3 separate regions of the Mus musculus genome follow, and regions 1 and 3 are each linked to region 2. The links are chromatin contacts, called in public promoter capture Hi-C maps. All regions are on one chromosome and are shown on one strand. The core of a region is the stretch at or near the end of the contact, and the rest is flanking DNA. Distances in the headings are between cores, read along the strand shown.

The links. Promoter capture Hi-C pulls out the DNA fragments that hold promoters and counts their contacts.
Region 1: a promoter capture Hi-C map of pre-B cells shows a contact between it and region 2, with 4 times the contacts expected there. A contact is called at or near these places in 1 of 39 promoter capture datasets (pre-B cells) and 1 of 9 other capture datasets (liver).
Region 3: a promoter capture Hi-C map of hippocampal neurons shows a contact between it and region 2, with 3 times the contacts expected there. A contact is called at or near these places in 6 of 39 promoter capture datasets (the 3T3-L1 cell line, the SN4741 cell line, hippocampal neurons and 2 more).

The regions. Positions count from the first base shown.
Region 1 is chr19:38,393,836-38,398,185 of GRCm38.p6, reverse strand. Slc35g1 (solute carrier family 35, member G1) reads right to left here and starts at 2,206. Exons shown (of 3, transcript NM_175507.3): 1 at 1,885-2,206. The coding sequence starts at 2,071.
Region 2 is chr19:36,552,846-36,556,854 of GRCm38.p6, reverse strand. Hectd2 (HECT domain E3 ubiquitin protein ligase 2) reads right to left here and starts at 2,216. Exons shown (of 21, transcript NM_172637.3): 1 at 1,940-2,216. The coding sequence starts at 2,071. Gm41838 (a long non-coding RNA gene) reads left to right here and starts at 2,816. Exons shown (of 2, transcript XR_877830.3): 1 at 2,816-3,003; 2 at 3,121-3,930.
Region 3 is chr19:34,638,634-34,642,572 of GRCm38.p6, reverse strand. Ifit1 (interferon-induced protein with tetratricopeptide repeats 1) reads right to left here and starts at 1,684. Exons shown (of 2, transcript NM_008331.3): 1 at 1,586-1,684. The coding sequence starts at 1,590. It also overlaps a transcript of Ifit1bl1 not described here and a transcript of Ifit1bl2 not described here.

The DNA.
Region 1 (4,350 bases), core at 957-3,456, 1.8 Mb before region 2:
CTCCAAAGACTTGTGCCACCATGCCCAAATAAAAAAACATACAAATATTTAAGGTTCCTGTTTTCTGATTATGTACAGGCAGGTAACAGAGGGTTGAATCGAAATGGATTGTTAGTGAAGACAAGGAATAGTTCTGTTTGGGCAACCTCAGTTTCTTATTACATGATAATTTCAATTCCCTGTGAAAATGGTGACCAGCAAAGCAGCCCAAAGAGGCATTTTCTCATGTATACCACGCTAACATCCACTGAAAGGTGTATCTAATCACTCTACACAAGTTGAGCGTTTAATGACTCAAATTAAGCAGTCACCAGACAACTTCCAGAAGAGGGTAAAAAAACCTTTTTTTTACTTGGCTTCTCCACACTGCAGTAACCTGGACCTGATTTAGGATCACGGGGGTAACTTAGGTTTGGAACTTTGTAGATGCTAGCTGAAGGCCTGGTACACTATGCCAAGTGCTCACTCCAGCAGGAAAATGGGGTGCACAGGGCTAAGACAACTCTCTCTCTTTAGTACAGACTCTACACTGTACGGGAAACAGCAAACAAGAATCAGCAAACCTCTAAACTGGGTAAGGGTATCCAGTTCCAACCTAAGCTTGAAGGTGAGTTTTGTTAAGAAACCACTAAGATCTAGAGTCTGAAAGCCAGGCATAATGATGGAGGCCCTTAACCCCAGCACTCAAGGAGGCTTAGGCAAGACAACAGAGTGTGAGCCAGCCTAGACTGCACACAGAGTCTAAAATGAGCCAGTCAAAAATCCAATGCCAACTTTTGGCTTATAGTGGCTTGTGCTTTGTTTTCAAAATAACTGTTAGAAACTTGTCTTGAAATTGAAGGGCAAGATTCCTGGGCATTCACGATGTGCTGACATTTTTAGCACGTGCTGCCTGAGTAAGTATGCAGACCCCTTCATTCATGCCCGAATGGAAAACTAAAGAGTTTGCAAGGCCCAGTTCCACATTAGGCCAGAATGACATCCACCCATAGGGTGACTAGAAAAAAAACTGACCTCAGGAGCTCCCGGGTTAGTCAGCCCAACATGGGGTAACCTATCCATGCAAACAAAATCAGAAACCCGAGATCTTTTCTCTTTGCTTTCAGGACAGAAATGTAGCAATACTCATCTCCCCGAGACTTTTCTCTCTTAACTCAGAAAAACACAACTAAGAAGGTAGGAACCTGAGTGGGACAAGAGGCACAGAAGTCGTAGGGCATATTCAGGGGAAGAGACCCCGGAGATTAGATTGAGAAAGGTCTAAAAGATGGGCTTCTTACTGGAAAGCTATTTAGTGGAAAGGGCCCTAGGCAGACAGAGTCTCTGGCAAAAGTAGAGAGCCTTACCTAGTGCTGTCTGGACCTGCCCTACCCAGACCTTGGCAGATGGAGGTGGGGTGAGACCGAATCCCGAACCCCCATCTTCCACGGCCTCTCTTTACTTCTTTGTTAGGGGAATTTGAACGAAAGTTAAGGGTTCTTCACCGAGGCTCCTCGCAAGGTGTACCTCGTTTTAAGCCAGTAGCTAAAAAGTCCCCCTGTCCCCCCAAAGCTTGAGGGTCAGTGGTCCACTGAACTCTTCCTCTCTGCGATGCTGAGATTCCGTGACAAACACTTCCAGAACTCCAGTCTTTCCAACTTGGTTCAGGAAGATCGGTTTACACCCACGATGTGGGTTCCAAGTCGGCTTCCTGCCACCCGCTGCCTGGCCCCTCTCGGTGACCTTTCACCTCTGACTGCCACTGGACTGCGAGGTCCTGTCCCCCACCCCCCCACCCCCCACCCCCCGTCACCAATTTGGGGTTATTAACACTCGGAAACTTTCTGGGTCTCGGCTCAGGCCGGTGCGCAGAGGACCAGACCGACCCCGCCCGCCCGCACTCACCGGGCTCCCCACGCGAGCCGCACGCCCAGGCTCCACACGGCCAGCACCTGCCGCGGCCAGGGGCGCCCTCCGCCTCGACGTCCACGTGCTCCTCGCCGGGGGACGCCGGGTCCGCGAGCTGCAGCTCGGGCTCGCGCAGCTCCACCGCCTCGGCTGCAAGCTCCGCCGCGCTCTCCGGGGGCCCCATCCCGCAGCCCGCGCTCTCCCCGCAGCCGCGCGCCTTCTGGCGCCCGCAGCTGCCGCCCGGCCGCTCGGCTCTTCCGGCCCCCGGCGAGCCGGTGCGTGTGCGCGTGCGCGTGCGCCCGGCTCCGCGCGCTTGTCCTCCGCTGCCCTCCCGCCCCGGGGAGCCCGCCGCCTGCGCTCGCTCGTGCTCTCCGGCTGCGGTGGCTACAGCTGGCGCGGTGACTGTCCCCCACCCCCACCCCAGGGCAGTCGGGCTAGACAGCACACTGGTCCTCCTCTGTCTTTGCACAGACAGGGAGGGACGCTTGGTTCTCAGCCCTGGCGCCTCGGGTCTTGGGGCCTTCTGCTGCTTTAGAAAGACTGTACCTCTGAGCTGGGCGTGGTAGCCCACGCCCTTACTCCCAGCAGTTAGGGACAGAGGCATGTGGGTTTGTGAGTTCAAAGCCAGCTAAGGCTGTATAGTGAGACGCCCTCCCTAAATAAATACATGAATTAAATTAAATTAAATTAAATTAAAAGGGACTGAGTGTCTGTTTACTGATATGGATCACCTCTGTGATGCCCCGAGGACTTCTAAGCATTATGTGAGTTTTTAAACACACTTCGACCTGTCCAAGAATTTAAGGTGTAAACATAAAGATTGAAACATAAAATTGAAAAGGAGGGCTCTTTAAAAATGCAAGGCACCTGGGTGTGGTGGCAAATTGAGTGAAGAGGATCTTTGTGACTTCAAGGCCAGCCTGGTCTACAGAGCGAGTTCCAGGAAAGCCCTGGCAGCACAGAGAAACCCTTTCTCCACAAAACCAAAACCAACCATCCAAACAAACAAAAATTGCAAGGCAAAGGGGGCTGTCTCAACAAACTGAGACAAGTAGCTACCTCAGCTCTGTTAGCTCCAGATTTCAAAGAAAGAGACCGATATTCCAAGTGAAGGGCCTAGGCGGGGTAAATTTTACTCTTGATGAACTAACCAGTACCCCGAGCTCTTGACTCTAGCTGCATATGTATCAGAAGATGGCCTAGTCGGCCATCACTGGAAAGAGAGGCCCATTGGACACGCAAACTTTATATGCCCCAGTACAGGGGAACGCCAGGGCCAAAAAGGGGGAGTGGGTGGGTAGGGGAGTGGGGGTGGGTGGGTATGGGGGACTTTTGGTATAGCATTGGAAATGTAAATGAGCTAAATACCTAATAAAAAATGGAAAAAAAAAAAAGAGGGTGTACTCTGAAGATGGAACTCGTAGACAGGAAATGCATTTATTTTTCATTCCCCCTTAGATGGGACTTCGTCTTTTTCCCCATTGGCTGGGGTCAAACCTCACAGTCTTATTCCATCGCCAGTTTTTTAAGAACTGGCCCTCTTGAAATGAAGGAAGAAGGGGAAAGGGGAAGCTGATCTTTGGTTCTGCAATTCCTGGAATATAGCACTGGGCTTTGTGTAAACAGACATTTTAATGGGTGGTGGGAAAGATGGAAACATTTGCGTATGGGTGAGATAAAAGGACGTTGATTCCTTCTCCTAAACTCGTTTTATAAGTATTTGATAGAAAAGACTCATATTTAATATTTCTTAGAAATTCCTCCTCTTTAAAAAAAAAATACTTTTCCAAACTCACTGAAGTGTTAGCTCTTGCAGAGCAGTGGTGGTACAGGCCTTTAATCCCAGCACTTGGGAGGCAGAGGCAGGCAGATTTCTGAGTTTGAGGCCATCCTGGTCTATAGAGTTCCAAGACTGCCAGGGCTACACAGAGAAACCCTATCTTCAAACAAACTGTTGCGCCCACCTCGGCAAGGAAAACGCAACACTGTCGGATTCTTCTCAACAGCTTTATTGCAGGAACGCCTTGATGCTGCTACGGGAACCCAGGGAGGACTCCTTATATACACCCCAGCACAGGGAAAAGCTTTGTGTCCTCCTGGGATTGGTCAGTCTGCCCGGCACCTTAATTTGCATGCACCCGCAAAGGGGTTGGCGCCAGATTTGGGCTAGCACCTGCAGAGCACAGCCACGGTGTACCGGAAACCCGTGCCATCTTTTGGGCATCGGCTGCCTACAACAAACAAACAATGCCTGCTGTTTTTCTGTCCTATCTTGGAATAAGAAATTGCAATAGTAAGACTAGTCCTCTGGAACAAAAATTAATGATTCCATATATTTCATTAGCATGTTTAAGATGAGCCTGATTGCAAGGGCTGGCTCCTTGGCCAAGAGATTGGCAGAGCCCCATTGAAATGTTAGTTCTGTGCCCAGGCCCAAAATTAAATTCTCTTGACCAGGGATTT
Region 2 (4,009 bases), core at 967-3,466:
TCAAAAGAAATTTTAAGGCACCACCAGAAACTGCCTCAGAATCCCAAGTTTTCTATTCCAAACTGTTTTTATCCTCCATGTTCAAAGATTTTTTAAAAATTCTTAAACTATAGGCTCTTTGACTAGTCTACATCCTGAAAAAGAGTGTCTTTGCAATTCACTTGGTAGCACAAATGTGGATGTGCCTTGAAATGCCATAAGGCAAGTAAGAGTTTTTAACCTTATTCCACTGAACAGAACAAACAATACATTGGCTACAGTTTTAGATACTACTGATGCCAGGAAATTGGCCAGGACTTCACTGTAGTTATTACATGTGGTAATACTTAAAAGGATTACTTTCTTAAAATCTGAAAAACTTGAAATTACTAAGACCTATGTGCTTCAGATAACAAATGTTAGACTTCCAGCCACACTGTATCAGCTTCTGTTAAGTTCCAAACCTTTCTTTCAGTTCCACTGAAATTATATGTAAATAATATTGATAAATAATAGACATTATTTGCTATATATAATATATTCTTCACTATATATAAATAATTTGGGGAAAGGTACTTGCTGTTAGACACTAAACTCATAACATTGCTTCTAAAAGCAGATGTTACATTTTCCCTCTTAATAACCACCTTAGGAAAAAACTGCCAAAGCATGGGGTGACAACCAACACCAGGTCACATGTATATGTGACCTCCATACACATATACCCATACTCACACGTATACACACACTAGACACATACCCAGACTTGAAACAAACAAACTACATTGGCATTAAGAAGTCCTACATAAAAAGCTGTGAAAACCCTGTGCACCAACAGACTACAATATGAATGACAAATTGCTTCAAAGCATCTCCCAAGGTAATTCCTAACTACAGCTGCAATTTACCAATCAGTTGTAGTTATCCTTTTAAAATGTGTGTCATTGCTGTCCAAATCTGCTGTGCTGACTTATGATAAAAGAGTTGTCTTTAACAATTTCCAGTTATTACAGGCTTCAGACATTTTTGAAAAACCTACCAAATCATAACATTATTCTGATACTAATACTTTATAAAGAAGAGTGAGCTATTTTAGTAAGTTCCTAGTCATTTAGGAGGGCGGCTTCTAGAAACTAATTGCAAGTAGAAATTTTTTTAAATGTATAATATTCCCCAAACTTTTACTATTTTGTCACGTACAGATGCGTTGACAAGTCATAATCTTTAAATACTTGAAAGCAAACTTGCCCAAAGTATTTAAATACTATGTCAAATAAAAATGTCAAAACCAGAAGTTAATCATAAAGCAACCAGACTCCCAACCACTAAGTACAAACAGGGGGAAGGGAGAGAGGGGATGATGTCCCATGACATCATTTGGCAGTATGGAGTTTGAAGGCTGAGAGCGCCTTCCAAATTAACCCTTGCAAAATCCAGCTGGGAAATTACCACGCTTATTAAGCTTGGATAGCCGAGTTTTAAAAGAAGAAAAAGCCTCGCTCCTTCAAATCACACGTCAGTACCGTATGAAAAAAATAAAAGCATCCAGGGAGGCAACTGCCTCCCACTACCCGGATAGCAACGGAAAGGTCAGAATTAGGAGGAAACTCCTCTCTGAGACTGTTCAACCCGAGGGGAGAAAGGACCGCAAAAGCGAAGGGAAGCGCTGCCTTGGCGCCCACAGGCAGGTTCTCCCACTCAGGGAAAACCTCCCTGACGCCCAACTGGCACCCATGCTCATCCAACAGAGGATGCCGACCCTCAGCAGAAAGTCGGGAGCCAGACCCCCCGAAAACAAGCAAACACCCAGCATCAGGCAGCGGACCCCACTCCCCGAGCGTGGAAGGCGCGGTTCCCAAGTGATGGCCGTTGCCCTCGAGGCGCAACTTCCCTGTTGTCCCCTCTCCAGGCCGCCTTCAACCCACCGCCCAGGGCGCCCCCCGGCCCCCGCCGCACCTACCGCGGCTGCGCCGGCCGTCACGATGGGCGGCAGCTTCTCGCGCTCCGGTTCTTTCCCCTTCCTCTCCTCCGGGGCGGCCGCGGCTACCGCCGGCGGCGCTCCGGGCGAGAGATCCCGAGCCGCCTCACTCATGTCTGGCCGGGCGGCTGAGGCGCGAGGCGGTGGCGGCGGCGGCAGCGGCGGCCGGACTGCAGCCGGGGCGGGCGCTGCTGCTGCTGCCGCGGCCGCGAGAGGGCTCCTTCCAACCGCCGCCGCCGCGCCGCCCCCGCCCCCGCGCGCGCCCGCGGCCCGTCGCGCGCCCGCGCGTGTGCGCGCGCCCCCGGGCTGGCCGCCAGGCTCCGCCGCCCACCCCCTGCGTGCGCCCGGCTCGCGCCCTCGGCCGCGCTCCGCTCCCGCGGGTCCGCCGGCCGGGGCTCAGACCGCGGCCCCGCGTCACGCGCGGGGACCGCTGAGGAGACGGCGCGGGGCGGGAGCTGGGGGGCGCCTGGTCGCCATGTTGGTCGCGGGCTGTGGTGGGAGGGCGACAGGCCTTGTAAAGGCTGTGACACGGATTCTAACCCTGGCTTTCCCTTCACCTGGAGTGGCAGGTGAGCCGGGGACCTTTGACCCAGCTGGTGGCCTTTGACCTTTAAACTCGCGCTCAGGAAGCGGACTCGGGGTCATGTCTGCCCCCTGATCTTTCCTCCAGTGCCTCCAGCGCCGGGGAGACTGGGAGACCGCTCACCTGAGCATCCTTATGACTAACTCTTTCCCCGTGTCCTCTCCTGGCCTCATCCTACGGGAGAAGCGCTTAGGGTCGGGAGAGGACAATGCGACACCGTGCTCCCCTCCCACACACACTCCAGGGCAGGACGGCCAGGCCACACTTTCCATTTCTGAGCCGCGGTCCCTCATGACTGCCAAGTCCGCCTCTCCCTTCCGTGCCCACGCGCCTACATTTTGCTCTCCCCGCCCCCCGCCGTCCTTCGTTCCCTCTAATCCCTTGTCCCCTTCCGTTTATAAGTTACAGATGGACAGATCCAAACTGCTGAGTAATCCATAATAAACCTCGTAATAAATTCTGGGTAAGAACGTTTAAAAAATTACTTTAAATCGTCATGTTAAAATATCCCCACCTCCACCACCCGACGACGACTTAGACAATTTCCTTTCTCCTCGCCCCCTCCTTTTCCTTTTATCAGTCTGCTGGAATGGCAGAGACACCTGCTGATGGAGGAGAAGGGAGAGAGGAAGTATTCACTGTACCACTTACTAAAAATAGAGAATTTCTCGACATTGAGGTCTTGGGATTTTTAGTTGAGACTTCGTTATTTTATTCATGGTGAAGTGAATTTTCTAATCCAAGAATACTCAGCTCCAAATACAAGAAGCAAGAATATCTCTGAAACAAATTCAGAGGGGATTTGGTGACTGTCATTTTATATAATTCAGAGTCCGCAGAACTAAATAAATAGTTACAGTTCTTCCTGGCATGAGGTTGTTTTTCAAGCCCAGAATTTGTAGCAAGCAATAAAGTGAATCGGATAGTGCCTACTGTATTACTTTGGAAATTATAAAGTTTGCTTCTATTTCTAGGAAGTATTTGTAGTTTTAATATAATTGCTGTCACCATCGTTTCTCTATTAATAACAAAAGGTGTACAATAAGTAGAATAAAGTAGCCAGGTATTTCATAATCTTTAGAGCCAAATGACACAGGCACTACTTTGCAACACCCTTTTCTGTCTCCTTTTTCTTGAATTTTTGTTTTTAGACCTCTCTTCTTAAATCTCCGGACTATCTCATAGACATCTGTTTTCTTTTAGCAGGCCAGCATGCTGAAAACTGGTAACAAACATTGTAAAACCAACCTTTCATTTTAAATACGATTCAAGATGTACCATGCTACTGTGTCTAGACTGGTAGAATAAATTCTGAAATGATGGTGGGTTATCTCTCCTATTGTCTACAACCAAATTTAGTAATTTGCTATTAAAATACTTGGATCAGAAACGAGTTGGATCGCATGCCTTATGCTTTCACTTTTCATGTGTGAGACAAAATAAAAGTGTGTCTGTACATCTAGTCACAT
Region 3 (3,939 bases), core at 435-2,934, 1.9 Mb after region 2:
TAGAGACCATTGCTCTGTTGGCCACAGCATTCTCAGAGACCCCATCATCTGTCTTTCCCTATTTCTGTGTCTGTGTCTGTGTCTGTGTCTGTCTCTCTCTCTCTCACTCTCTCTCTCATAACCAAATTCATAGTTACTCCTTCTTTTCCAGAGCACTTTAAGATGCTGGACAAGCTTCTGTAGGAATAGATTAATCCTGACCCAGGGGCATCAGATTCAATCTGGCTTTACTTTGCTTTCCCTGGCTACAGCATCCCACAGTTGGAATTAGAGATTGTACCTGCACCTTATGGGAAATAAAGATTTTGTCAGGACAGCTCAGAGGACTCTGAAAACTGGACAGCAGTAGCCCAGGAAGGTCTGCCTTGACTGGGAGGCTCACAAGGATCCTTCTGGGCTCTCTGTCTTGAGGTGGAGGTACATGCACCTATGCATAGCATCTGCTCTACCTTACCAAACTTCTTCTTACCTTCTGGACCAATTGACTTCAGAAGGGCAATAGGAGTAGGGGGCCCACAGGCTCAAGGGATCAGAGGTGACCTGATTCCCTAGGTCTCAGAGGTAGGCAGGAGAGCCTTTTTTCTTGTTAGTTATATGCTCTATTCCTCTGAACAGTTGCAAAACACAGATGTTCCATATCTCCATACTCAGGCTCAGGGTGTGATGTAGTGCCCCATGCACCATCTATTAAATCTGGAACCACTGGTTGGTGGTACTGTATCAATCACATTATCTTCCTGGTGATGTGTGGGGCCCTTGACTCAGGTATAGAACTTTTACCCACCATACCCTAAGCCTCAGTTGTGTGCCCACCGAGTCTCTGGGTCTCTACTTGCTCTACCTTATCAAACTTCCTGACATGGCTTTATATAACATATATTCATATATATTTATTCATATATATTTAGTTTCTTGGCCAAAAGGTTTTAATACCTCTTGTCAGAGAGAATAGAATTGACACATTTTTGTTTCTTAATCCTGGGGGGGGGGGGGGCGCGGGGAGGGAGGGAGGGAGAGAGGGAGGGAGGGAGAGAGAGAGAGAGAGAGAGAGGTGTTGCCCTGGCTATTTGTTTAGCCAGCCAGGGATGGGAATGAATGCGCCTGGAACAGAAAGCTTGAACAGCATTTCAAGAGGTCCATTGAGGGATAGGCTGGAAGATTCTGAGGACATGCTGGAACATTCTAAGGACTATGTCCTCAGAAGATCAGAAGGAGCATACTCTAACCTGCTGCTCACTTTTGGAGCACCAAGTGGGCACTGGTGGTCCTTTATTCCATTCCAGAGGGCCTGTTTGGTAATCATCTTTGTTTGTGAGCCGAGCATGCACTAAATTCTCTCCCAGGTACGTCCTACTACATGCTGTGAGACAGCCTTAAAAATCAAAACAAGCTTCCAGTCACACATCCAGCACCAGGCACACAGCTTAGTGGGGGCATTAAGCAAACTCCCTGGACCCTCAGGACAATTAGCATCCTTGTTCCCCATCAGCAGTAGAAAGAGAAGCTAGAGGCACACTCAGAAACAGCCACTAGCAAACGTCTGTGTCCTGGGTTCCCTCAGAGTGGAGAACAGGGAAATCCTTACCCCATGGTTGCTGTAAAGGTGGTAGCTGTTCTCTGGGTTTTCAGCAGAGCAGAACTCCTCAGAAACCTGCCTTGACTCTCTGCTCTCTTGCAGACTGTCACACCAACTGGAAGCTCAGGTTTTTTTTAAAGGGCTGGGTGAGCTAGGGGGTGTGCTCTTTTCAGTCAGCAGTGAGAAACTGAAACTGAGACTGGAAAGTGAAACTGAAGCCTGCAGTTTATCCAGGGAGACGCACTGTGGGGCACTGTGGGGTTTGCCCTACTGCATTCTCCACTGAAATCGATGAGGAGAAGGCTCTGAAACGGATACAGACATGTCGGATCCAGACTGCTGTCCAGAGAGAGAGAGTGAGACATCCCTGCCACCCAGAGACTCTTATCTGTTAGGTAGGGGCTGATGGAGGTGATACAGATAAAATGGAAAGCAGACTGGCATCTTCAGAAGCAGTGTTGTTCTTTCTTCCAAGCAACTGAAGGTCTGCAGTTCCTCCTTGGAAGTGAGACTTTCCCATGTGGCACTAGGGGGTCTTAGGATGGCAAAGGGAAAGTTTGGGACTGGAAGAGTGAGTTCTCATGCATTGTGGAAGTGGAAGAAGATACTAGCTGGTTTGTTGTGTGTCTATCCTTAGCATCTTCCACAGATGTCATTATTCACCTGCATTGACTGGTCCATAGCTTCCCAGCCTATCCGAAGCCTTAGGAATACAGTCTTTATAAACCAGGACAGTTTCCCATTGCCCAGAGAGCTGTAGAGCCATGCTTTGTGTTAACTTCTCCTGAGGTGACTCTAAAGGGTTCTTTCCACCAATCATAGTCATGTTAACAAGAACCAAACATGGAATCCCTAAAGGGTGATGGTTATTCAGAGCCTTGATGCTATCCCACTAATAGCAAGGCTACTAGATGGGTCAGTGGTTAAGAGCACTCACTGCTCTTCTAGAGGTCTTGAGTTCAGTTCCCAGCAACCACATGGTGGCTCACAAGTATCTGTAATAGGATTAAATGCCCTCTTCTGGTGTGTCTGAAGACAACTACAGTGTGTTCATACACGTAAAATAAATACCATTTTAAGGGCTAATAGCAATCTAGGGAACTACAGACAGTGGGGCTCACACTGTTTCAGGTTGAGGTCAAATACTTTAGTCTGTTGTCTTGGTTAACCTGTAATCTCAGCCTTTATTGCTGTCTAGTTCCTTATCCTGACCTTTGATGTCTAGGTCCTCAAATTCAGCTCATCCTTCTCACCTCCATATATTAAAAATATTGAAAGAAGTTAAACATCTAATCCCATCTCCTTGATATAGTGCTAGCCTCTCCTGAGAGTTATCTTTGACCAGGTAGGTACAGCCCTAACCCCCCCCCCCCATCAGCTGACACCAAGACAGGAGTTGGCCCTCTGGTCACTTTCTCCAGTAAAGTTTAATTTTAGAGAACCTAGAGTTATGTGTCAGTCAGATAACTAGGTATATGTTAGAGAGTTAAAGTGTTTGCTATCAAGCCTGACTCCTGGGTTCAGTCCCCTGACTCCGTGCTGGCAGAGAAGAACTAAATCTAGAGTGTTCTAACATGACTTCACACGAATGTCATAACACCACCCCCACAGACACACTAACAAAAACACAGTTACACACATACACACTCACCCATACACATACCGGCTACACACTTCACTGAAATATAATATTAAAACACTTAAAAATGGACAGGGTTGAAAGGATTGTGTTAATAAGGCTCTTAACTCAAAATTGCCTTTTTCTCTTTTGTTTTTCATTTTTTCTTTCTTTTTGTTTGTTTGTTTGCTTGTTTGTTTGTTTTACATTCTGACTGCTGCCCAGTTCCACCATCACACCCTCCATGGCTATTCCTTCTTCCCTGTCTCCTCTGACAAGGGAAGGCCCCTATGTCCCATGGGTACTACCACCCACCCCCACCCCCAGCCCATCAAGTTGCAGCAGGACTCAGAGCTTCCTCTCCCACAGAGGCCAGACAAGGCAGCCCAGCTAGCAAAAAGAGACTGAAAGGGAGTAACAAAGGTAGAGACAGCCCTCGCTCCAACTTTTAGGGGACCCACATGAAGATCATGTGGCACATCTGCTACAAATGTGTATGGGGCCTAGGTCCAGCCCCTGCATGCTCATTGGTTGGTGGTTCTGTCTCTGTGAGCTCCCATGGACCCAGGTTAGTTGACCGTCTTCTTCTTCTTCTTCTTCTTCTTCTTCTTCTTCTTCTTCTTCTTCTTCTTCTTCTTCTTCTTCTTCTTCTTCCTTCTCCTTCTCCTTCTCCTTCTCCTTCTCCTTCTCCTTCTCCTTCTCCTTCTCCTTCTCCTTCTCCTTCTCCTTCTCCTTCTCCTTCTCC